Regions from separate parts of the Siniperca chuatsi genome. Here region 2 is linked to region 1. A link is a contact called in public Hi-C data. All regions are on one chromosome and are shown on one strand. Each heading gives the region's core, a stretch centred on a gene start, on an enhancer-like site or on the middle of the called end of the contact. The rest is flanking DNA. Distances are from core to core; before and after follow the strand shown. Region 1 holds the start of ankrd10b (ankyrin repeat domain-containing protein 10b). Region 2 has its middle 21 kb from the start of cbsb.

What was found. Hi-C and Micro-C count contacts between places; a contact is called where the count stands out from the background.
Region 2: a contact with region 1 is called in a Hi-C map of skeletal muscle, with 11 times the contacts expected there. The contact joins the enhancer-like site here to the promoter of ankrd10b in region 1. A contact is called at or near these places in 2 of 3 Hi-C or Micro-C datasets (liver and skeletal muscle).

The regions. Positions count from the first base shown.
Region 1 is chrLG12:17,892,144-17,897,768 of ASM2008510v1, reverse strand. ankrd10b (ankyrin repeat domain-containing protein 10b) reads left to right here and starts at 2,489. Exons shown (of 6, transcript XM_044216576.1): 1 at 2,489-2,900; 2 at 3,839-3,991; 3 at 5,046-5,137. The coding sequence starts at 2,703.
Region 2 is chrLG12:17,964,901-17,970,525 of ASM2008510v1, reverse strand. No RefSeq gene overlaps it. Among protein-coding and RNA genes, the nearest start is that of cbsb, 21 kb to the left of the region's middle. Within about 2 kb of position 3,190, the one cell type or tissue checked has an H3K27ac peak away from gene starts, as active enhancers do. A contact at or near this core is called in liver, where this site is marked.

The sequences.
Region 1 (5,625 bases), core at 1,240-3,739:
AAACATTGACCAAGATGTCATTTGTTGAAGAGAGGTGAAAGAGGTCATTTGGAAAAACTGGGTAATGAAGAGCCTCCCAGATCATGTTAAGAAGTTAGCCAATGAAGTGGAGCATGGTGTCATCACAGTGATATCAGTATGACGCACTTCACTGAGGTTCATTAGCATTCCCATCATACCAGCGCCTTTCTCATAACAGAAAACAGCTCTGGAGTTTGCCCAGTGCATGCTGGGATAGACTCCGGCCCACCGCAACCCCCCACGGGATAAACTGGTTTAGAAAAATGGATGGGTGGATGGTTGGTGCTTGGGAGGAACAAAACAAAGGAAACTATGTCTGCAGATGTTTGATAATACTACTACTACCACTGTTGCTGCTAATAACAATGATGATGACTAATAATAATTATGTCTGCTTTTTTCATCCATGTAGCTTAAGAATTCAACCCATTAATGACATTGAAACCAGGAAAATACAAACGTCATGGCTTCATATATTTTGCCAGAACTAAATTCAAGACTGGTCTGAACTAAAATGATATTGATTAGTTATTGAACCATATTGGCTTCTTATGGATCAGGAGGGAAATCAACACTACATCATGCAGTAAAGGTGACCTACTGTGGTCAATATCTCCCTCTAGTGTACAGAAATAATTCTTCACCTTGAAAACAGTTATGCCTATCAATATTGTTTGTCATGTACTGTATACAGCTTATGTCCAGTGTTAGGGCTTATTTGTATACAAAAAGTAAAACTCATGTAAAAATAACAATAATAGTGATAATAAGATAAAAAAAGCAGATATTCTGGTATCACCACTTGTGTGCCTTTCTACGCTGGTCAAAGTGTTGCTTGTGGTTGTCCATTTCTTGTTGTATACTTCCATCTTGTGGTAAAGAAGAAACATAACACTTAAATATTACTTAGATTTCCTCAGAGGGATTTAAGGCATGGCATGGTAAATATTATTTCTCAGTGTCACTGGATGAGTTTGGCTGTAAGGGAAACTGTAAATGGATTATGGGCTGCAGGTGACATTGGCTCACCTTTCTGACAGCGATTTAAATGTGAGAAAAATTAGTCAGACAATGATATGGATATCTTCCAAAGTAAGTCTTTTTAGTAACTTTAATTTGCTCTGTGTTTTCAGTGTTTCCTTGCTGAGCCATGGCAGATGGATAGTAAAATAAAGATGCCATTTAGTACTAAAAAGACTAACTTTATAAAATATCTACTTGATTTGTCAAACTAGATTGCTGAAGCCTCATATTAGCTTTGGTTGAACGTCAGAATTAAATGTTCTTTGTCGCCCATCACTTACACTGAAAGTGCTTTGAGAAGGGATCTGTGTATACTGTAACAGATGGATAGGATGTAATTCCTTTATTTCATGTCTTTTTGGACTTATTATTTTACCGCAAACATTTATTGACATAAATCTTTGGAAAAGCTTCAGGACTATGATCGAGGGGAAAACACAGTACAAGATTTATTCTTTCAGCTTTCCATCTGCAATTTTTTAAATAATAATAATAATTGCCTTGAAATTACTAGTCAATTAATTTCCACCTTAATACCTTTAAATAGGTGATTTAAAAGTAGCTTGACCACACCAAATTGTGAATTCAGTCAAAAACTTACCTGGCAGTTACTGCTACTCTGCTAAGCTAACGTTAGGCTAGTTTAGCAGGACGAGTTTGACTGTTTTTATTCTCCATGACTGGATTTAGCTTCTGCCTTATTTATGTGGAATAACAACTAAATTACCAAGATGTTAGTTTACCGAAATTGATATATTTATAACAGTTATGGGGCTTTAGTCAAGGCTATCTGTGGCTCTCTCTAGCTAGCTGGAACAGGAATTGGCTCTCTTGCTTTAGCTGTGTAGTTGACCGTTTAGTTTTGGTTTGTTGTAACTACACATTTAACATAGTTTTATTATACATTTATCTGGCAAAATAAATGTCAACAAGTCCGATTTTGGTCTTAACTAACTTAGCGAACTAAATATAGTTACTGCATTTTGGCTTTGTAAGGCAGAATAGCATGTAGAAAGGTAATTCCGGAAGATGGCGGTAAAGCTCCTCAAAGCTGTTTGCTAACCGCCAAAAACGCCATAAGGTGAATAAGAAAAATCAGAAAATCAGAAGGAAAAGGGCACTGTATGGAAGAAAATCATAATTAACCTAGTCAATAATAATGACTAGGTTAATGGAACACGGGAAGTATTCAACAGAGAAAGGACATGATGGAAGAAATGAAAAGATCTGGGCTAAGAGGAGCAGGATTAAAGAGCGTACTGGAGTTTGGATGAAGTGGACAAGGCAGAACATGTTTGGAGATGGGAAAAATCTGACAAACCGGACACTGGAGTTAAGATGAGTAAAATGGCGGTAATGCAACACAAGCGATGTCAACTGCCGTTAAATGTGAAAGAAGAAGAAGAAGAACAAAAGTCAGGAATGTGAAATCCAGCCCACAGTTTGCAGCTTACTCGGCGTTTCTCAAGTTTCACTTCGGCGCGTGCTCTGCCCTGGCCCCTGTCTGCTTTGTGTTGTCAGGCAGAAAGAAAGACAGGCAGGGTGGCGTGTGTCCTGAAATACAGGCACCCCCATCGGCGACCAGAATAAAACAATAGCTAGTCATTTTGCTGTCTGTTCTAAGGTAGTTAGGTATTACTTAGCTCCGTTTTGCTACAATGTCGGTGGGATTGGAGTCTGGATTCTCGAGCGAGGAGGTCTTAAACAGCCGCTTCCCTCTCCATCGGGCATGCAGGGATGGAGATGTCGGTGCCTTGTGCTCCCTCCTTCAGTGCACCGCAAACCCGGCTGACCTGACGGTGGAGGACACCTTCTACGGCTGGACGCCCATACACTGGGGCGCTCATTTCGGAAAGGTACCTAGTTTGCTGGGTGTTTTACGGGTTAGGTTTTCTCTCAATGGACATTTTGGTGAAACGGTGAAAATGAGCGCCAGCGCTCTCCGACATGAGCCTAGTCTCGGCCATTTCCTGATGTTTGCCTTAACAGTTAGCTGATGAGAGTAAAAAGCAGCCATCGTTAACTGGAGGCAGACAATGGGCTATAAACGTGAAATTGGTAACGTTACTGCTCTATAGCTAACGGATTTTTCATAATTTGTACCAGTCTGCATTACATTTTAGGTATGTTTTGCGAGCAAAAAGCTTACGTTGAGCGGTAACAATATTTAACATTAACGTAACTTAATGGCCGTTGGATGAGACGCTGACAAAAGAACCCGGAACGTTATGAGAAAAATGAACGTTAGTTAGCTTAACTAACGTTAGTTAACGTAAACGAAAATAACGGTACTGATATTACCAAACACTTAGCTAACGTTAAAATAATTTAAAACCAGGTGATATCTGAGCACAAAACTGAAGTAGCTTAATGGTCAGTCATTAATTTTCCGTTTATTTCTGTAATCTTTTTCTAAAGCTTTAATGTTACATTAAAAACGTGTGGCTGATTTAAAAGCAACGTCCCACTTAATCCCACTTTCAACATTAATGACTCATTTCTAACTAAATGTGTATTGACCTTAAAACGCGCACATACTTGTGCTAAGATTTGTTTTACACTAACTACACGTTGGGAAGGGCAGGCTTACAGTTTGCGCGGAAATTGGATGCATGCCCACAGCAAGAGCTATGAAGGCTCAGACTGGAGCAGGCCACACAATGGTGTTGCATTTTTGCCTCTAACCAGCTACTGTACTACACTTGTCTATACCTGCCCAATGTCTTCTTTGAAAGCAATGAATGAAACACTGCACATATCTTATAATCTGTGTCTATGCATTGTCTCTTCACAGTTGGAGTGTGTGATGCGTCTGGTTCAGGTGGGCTGTGGTGTAAATGCGGTGACCTCCAGGTTTGCACAGACGCCCACCCACATTGCTGCATTTGGGGGCCACCCTGAGTGCTTGTTATGGCTACTCCAAGCTGGTGCAGATATTAACAGACAGGTACAACATCAGATGCACACTCAACACATGCCTGCAGTTCAGTTTGACACTTTGAAAGTCACCCAACTTCTCAAGCAAGTTTACAGGAATTTTCCTTGTTAACATTTCCTGGAGAAATGCGTGTAAACATGATCTTTCACTGACAGCTACAAAGAAAACAGCACATTACAAAGGGACTGTAGACTATATGTGACTCAACATTTAACAACAAATCACAAAAATCACTTTCACATAAAAAAACCCTCATATTTATGTAGGCATAGGTAGGCATGTGTGAGTGAAAAGAGTAGCGCAGTGTGAGAGATTGAGCTCAGACTGATCCCATCAAGGAGGATCCCTCTAAAGTGGGGTCACGGCCCTCGCAGTGTTTATCTATCGCATTTTCTGAGAGTGCATTTGCTCTCAGACTGTTATGCGTTGTACTCGTCACGTCTTTTCCACTTTGTGTATTTTCATGCACAGACTTCATAGACTGGGGCTATATTTAATGCTCCGCTGCACTGCTGAGAGAAATCAGATTAGTAGGTCACGATGACATAATCATGAAACACATTTCTAACAATTGGCTTTAAATTTGCTCAGCATATGTTGAAATAAACACCTGGGGAAATTCTAGTATTTGTGACCTTCCCTCCTCTTGGATTCATAATATTTTGACTTGGCTGGTTTTGGACAGTAGAATAGCTCAGGATTTGATCACGGCCCACATTACATTGTGGTTAGAGACAGCCTTCTGCTGTATGCTTCCCCCCCCCCCCTTCCATCTGCACTCTTACTAATGTGCAACTGTAAATGTGCGTGGGCGGTGGTGAAGTCTGGGTGAAAAGTTCAGGCTCTGCCCTGTTATCGTTCTGGAGTCTGTTTTTTTAACCTTGGAAATGTAGAAAGAGGCAGTTAGGGAGCGTATATTTGATTAAATACTTAACTCATATATATATATATATATATATATATATATATATATATATATATATATATATATATATATATATATATATATATAAATACAGTCATGCTTTTCTGTGTGTAACTGCAGTCTTTTGTCATCACGCAGGACTATGTGGGCGAGACGCCCATCCACAAGGCTGCTCGTGCGGGCAGCCTGGAATGTATCAACGCTCTCTTGATTCAGGGAGCGAAAGCTGAGTAAGTCCTTTGATCAGATCTGTGTCTTCATTTCTTTTCCTCTGTACTATCCAACATCTCAGTTACACCTTTACAAGGGATCGCCACCAAACTAAAATCGAAGCACTGATGAAATTTACATGCTAGATTTAAATGTGGTTTCTACAGTGTTGCAAATAAAGTCAGAGGATCTGCAAGTTAACCCTACAGATCTGAACATTATATTAAACAAATATCAATTTTAAGACACATGCAAATATGAGAACTTTTAAGTAATTTGGAACATTACAATTTTTGATACTATGGCTAAATCACTTTAGGCTGTATACTAGGTATAACTGTAAACAGTGCTGGACATCATATTGTAAAAATTTGAGCATAAGAAAAGACCAAATTGAGTGCAGAAGTAGTCTTTTTAAAGATCCATACAGTAAAACACCACCTTGTCCTGCTAATTCAATTCTGGTGTTAAAATTATATGTCAAAGAATTGTGTGAAACATTTATATC
Region 2 (5,625 bases), core at 1,941-4,440, 72 kb before region 1:
AACGTTGCCTCACTCATGATACTGCTTTTGTAGCCTGTGATGTTTTTGATTACCTGCCACATGTCTTTTGTGTTGTTGGTGTTGAGGTCTCTCTCCAGTCTTTGCTGATTTTTCCGCTTTGCCTCCTTGATGCCAGCTTTCAGTCTCGCTCTAGCGGTGTTGTATGCTTCCTTATCACCTGACTGAAAGGCAGCTTTTTTGGCTCTAGATAGAGCCCTCACCTCTCCATTCATCCAGGCTTTCTGATTGGGGAATGATTTTATTGTCTTTGTGATCACCACATCATCAATACATTTTCTATTGTATTAATCATTAAAAATGCTTTTTAAGTTAAGTGTTAGGGTTTTACATTATGTTTACCTTGTAGTTCTAATAGGTATAGAGAGGCCAGACTGAAGGAAGGATTTGACACACAACAAAATCTTAACTCAAGTTCCATTTACAAGCTTTTACCGGATGGTCCCCAGTGTAAGATGTGGATGGCCTCCCTGATCTTTCCCTTGCTGTTCACTGACTTGTGGTCCATGATACTGATCCCTTCCCAGTCAATGCAGTTATTGTTTTTTGTTATTGTGACACAAAATACTTTCTCATACTAAAGCCCTGACAACTGAGCAAACTGGATTGGAAAAAGCTATCTTAAGATCTAGATCTTAAATTAAGATCTTTTTTTTGTTTGGTCAAACTTCTGTTGCTAAGGTTAAAAATGGACTTTCATGCTGAAGGACGTATGATACAGTTAAATATTTACAGTACTTTGCCTGAACCCCCCCCCACTAACTTTAAATAAAATAAACTGACAAGTCTGTTGTTATTGTAATTAATATAAAGTATTGAGCATTACAGCTTTATTATAGATTTGCTGGAAGTTAAGTTAGTTAAGCTTGTTGCTTCTGCAGCTCAGTACAGGCAGGTGGATGAAGCCCTCCACCTAGTGGCTTCAATGTGAAACTTACACAGAGTGATGTGGAAACTTTAACCTCCAGGTCACAAACACTGAGAATGGGCTTCACTCAGTGAAATAGGAGACATCTTCTGTCCAGCAGTAAAACTTTAGAAATGAACAATATTTGCATATTAATAGATTTCAATGAAAGAGAAGGAGAAGTAATTAGTTAGTTAGTTAGTAATTAGATATTCTGTGCAATATCCTCTGTCTCATTATAAATAAGCTACATTTAACTTATCTTGGCAGTTCATGCACTATTACTTTATACCATATTATTATCTTCAACCGGTAAACCCACTTTGTACTTCACACTTATTTTATTTTATATTTATCCCACTTGGTACTTAATTTATTTTCTGACCTGTATTATAGTGCTTTATATATATTTTTTGCTTAGTACTTATATTCCTGTGTGCACTGACGTGATAGTGAGCTGCTGTAGCAAAAGAGTTTCCCCTCGGGGATCAATAGTATTTCTGATTCTGATAATTGAACCTTTCTCTGGAAAAAGCACATCAAAGCAGAGTCGTTTTTATAGGCCTATATCTTAAAAGAAGTCTGGTGGGGATATTTAAGTAATTTCAGTATAATAGAATAGTAAAATGTTCAAAAATGCCCTTTCTCGGATTTAAAAAAAATCACTTGTTCATTGATTTAGCCTATTTTTTTTTTTATTTTTTTTTACCGGGTGTAGTGTCTCAATAGACCAGAGGGAGGCAGTACTGACACACACTGCAGGGGCACGGGCAGTGTAAATTGAAGTGTGTGCATGTGTGTGTTGCATTGACAGTACAGCTCTCTACTTAAACTTAGTGTACCGTCTGTTCAGTTCCTTGGGAGAAAATAGAGTTCAGTGGAGCTTAAGGGCCTTCAGTCAATAATACCATTTATTCTTCATTCAAGTACAACTCGATGCCTTGGTTTTAACACCTCATAGCAGATAGGAAATAAAAGATTCTTTATAAAACTTTTACCACATTTAGCTGATTTTATCCCATTTATATTTTTTGTGATTCTTTTTGCATATTTTACTGATTTCACACCAAATGCTATTTTGAATAGCTTAATAGATTTTGTGAAAAAATGTATCTTTCTGAACATCTGTGAATTTAGCTTAACATGTGTCCAAAATATCTGTCCCTTCTTGTGACAATATTTTTTAAAAATTCCACAAAGCTTTCCCTTTTTCGTAACTATGCTGTTTTCACATTAAGCCCTTAAGAATCTTAATCTCCCAACAATTAGCATGACACTGATAAACTGTGTTTATTAGAGACTTTAAAGTGAGACTATGTAACTAACAACACAATATTCCTCTTACAAATGAAAAGCTAAAGCTTGCACCCTTGCACAATTCAATACACTGCTGCTACAGCCTTACTCGGTCCAGTAGCTAATGTGGGCTAATGTTAGCTAACTTTAGTTAAATCACTGTTGTGTTTTGTTCACCATGCATTTATGAAAATAAACACTCCAGCAAATAATTGTATCATTGATTGTTGAGTTATCTCTTCCATCAAATTAAACAGCTTTTTCTCTGTGTAACTGGTTTACACTGAGTAATTCCTTGCTGCATGATATCCTTTCACAACATCTTATCTCAACAAGGAATTCAACAAATTATTGAAGGTAAATGTCCCAAAATAAAGTTTTATGAGGATGTTTTGCACACTCACAAAAAATTTTGTGGCTCTTTCTAAGGAATTAGTTTTTTCATCGCACCATCATTCCTGATGAGAAAAAAAAAAGAGTTAACTGTTTCAAATGACTTCACAGCTCCAGTGTCACTGAATATTGACTTCACATGGAGGCGACACTCAGGGTGCTGAACTAGAAACTGTAACCATCAACTTAATTATTAAACAGGGCCGCTACAACAGGGCAAACCACTATAACAGCAGATGGAAAACAGCAGACAAAACATCATACTGTCCTTGACTGTCCTCTGTGGTTATCTGATCGGTCAACATCAGCGGGCAGAGACAACATCCCAGGATGACGCTGGTCTTTCCCAGTCATCAACACAGGACTGGATTCACAAGAGTACTTAAATATCTCAGCAGGCATTAACAAACCCAGAGATCTCACTCAACTGCAGTTCCCCTCAGTTCTACAGAGCGTTTTACTGTCTTTCAGCTCATTGTTTCGGTTTTACCAAGCATGTAATCACTGCAGGGAACGGAGTTCACTGAAGATTTCACCCTTGGGTTTTACGGCCGCAACTTTAATGTTTTGATTTACTCTCAAGGTCTCACCACTCTCATCAGTGTTGTTTCCGGGCATGTAGCTGTTTTCAATGAAAAGGCTCTATAAACCCACTGTATGCTACCTGCTCAGCACCAAACAGCAGACAGACACAAGTAGCAACTAACTGTTGAACAAAGTGGAGCATTTAGCAGCTCCTGATATTTCCCTCAGGAGTTGGTAGAGACCAAAAACAGGAACTGAAAGACTTATTTTTTCATAGAGCTGAAGGGAACTGCAGAGTTGGGTAATAATTATTTCTACGTTTGTCACAACGAGCGACACCTTTCATATTATACACTCAGCTGGAGCCAATCCCAGCTGACAATTGGTGAGAGGCGGGGTAGGCCTACACCCTGGACAGGTCACCAGTCAATCACAGGGCTGACACAAACAACCATTCATGCTCACAGTCACACAGGCAATTTAGAGTCACCGATTAACTTGAATGTCTTTGGACTGTGGGAGGAAGCCAGAGTACCTGGAGAAAACTTGCTGTGAGGCAACAGTGCTAACTATGGAAGTGTATACTGGACTATATTCAAATGATAATGTAAACTTGAAAATTAAAATGTAATTCCACAATAGCATTATATTTTTGATGATTGAAATGTCATTTTATGGTAATTGTTGCAATATAGGGCCCCTATAATTATTAAATGATGGGGGGAAAGGGTTACCTAAAGCTAGCTAGCCATATCCTATATAAATCTATAGCTAAAGTATAGCTATATGTTGCAAAATGAATTCATTACTCAAAATTCAAAACTAAAAATTCATCATGTGATATCACGTCTCACTCCACTCAACCATGAAATATGCAGGTTGTGCAACCACTGGAATGAAATGGGGGTTGGGGAGTGTGTCACCTAGTGGCTGGATGTTATCAGTGTTATCAATAGCACCTTTAAGTCTTTGAAAATGAAATGTCAAATGCAGTTTTCATTTTCAAAATTTCATTTTCATTTTGACTTAAATATTGCTAGCATGAATGGAAAATCAGTTTACATTGTTTATAGGACGGTGTAGTCCCTCATTCGTCCAGGAGTGTTCCATCGTAGAAAAGGTTTCAGTCGTAGTCATCTGGACACTGTTTTCAGAATCAAGACGTTTCGGCTCCCATCCGGAAGTCATTCTCAATTGTGAAAAAATTGGACGGGAACTGGAAATTTAAGCTACATTGTTTATATTTAATTTTCAAATTTGAATTAACATTTGACTATTGTCCACTGTACAGCAGGTTACAACTTTGAAAATTAAATGTTAAACAGCTTTTCCATTTTCATTTTAATATAGTCATCGAAAGCCCATATAAGTATGTGAAAATGAATGAATGAATTGCATTTTCATTTTCATTTTTACTCAAATAACACATACACATGTGGAAAATTATAATTCTGTTGTGGAATTACATTTTAATTTTCAAGTTTATATTATCATTTGAATATAGTCCTGTATACGCTTCCATAGATAACCCTGTCTGATTATAGCCACTGTAAGTGAAAGTAGCACGACCATAATGGAGAAATACTCCAGTAAGTTAAGTAAGAACTGGCAGTAAAATTAAGTCATTAAGAAGAAAACACTCTAAATACTAAAATTAGAGGTATAGAAATGGATGAAACTCACAGATCAGGGAAAAGACTAAATGTTTCTCTGGATGTCAAAGCGACTTAATTTTTCCTGCCATTATCCAGTTCAAACTGGTCCTGTCACTCCCTGCCTGTCCACCAGTAGTCCCCAGTCGGCTTCCGCCATTTCCCAGTCACCTGATCCTCACTGCCAGCAGACCTGCCCCCCATTTCCCCTAATCAGCCACTTGGTATATATTTATGTACCTGCTCTTTTTTTTAAAGATAATTTTTTGGCATTTCTGCTTTATTTAGATAGTGACAGCTGGAGAGAGAGACAGGAAAGGCAGGGGAGAGAGAGGGGATGACATGCAGCAAAGGGCCTGGGCTGGAATCAAACCTGTGCTGCTACGGTAAGGACTCAGCCTTGATACATGGTACGCGCTCTGCCAGGTAAGCTACCAGGGAACCGCCCATGTACCTGCTCTTAAACAGTAGTCATTTGTCCAATTTGTCAGTTGTGCCCTTGTACCCACAGCGGTCCAGCCTCGGTTCTCGTGTCCCTGCTTGTTTCTGGTTTTTCCTGCCTCCCTGCTCCTTTTTTGGATTAGTTTGACTCCGCTGTCAATCTGCTTTGATCCAATCTGCTCATTTTAACCTTACCAAACATCTACCACCACACCTGTCACAGTGAAGGGTGAGAAAATGATCCTAAAATCATCAGATAAAGTTTGAAAGTCCTCATGAAGCATTGTCATCCTTGCATTTGACCCTACAGACCACACAAAAGCCGAGAGACGCCTAAAGATAGCGTCACCTCATTACATTCTTGTACTTATTAACCCACAGTAATAATAGTAT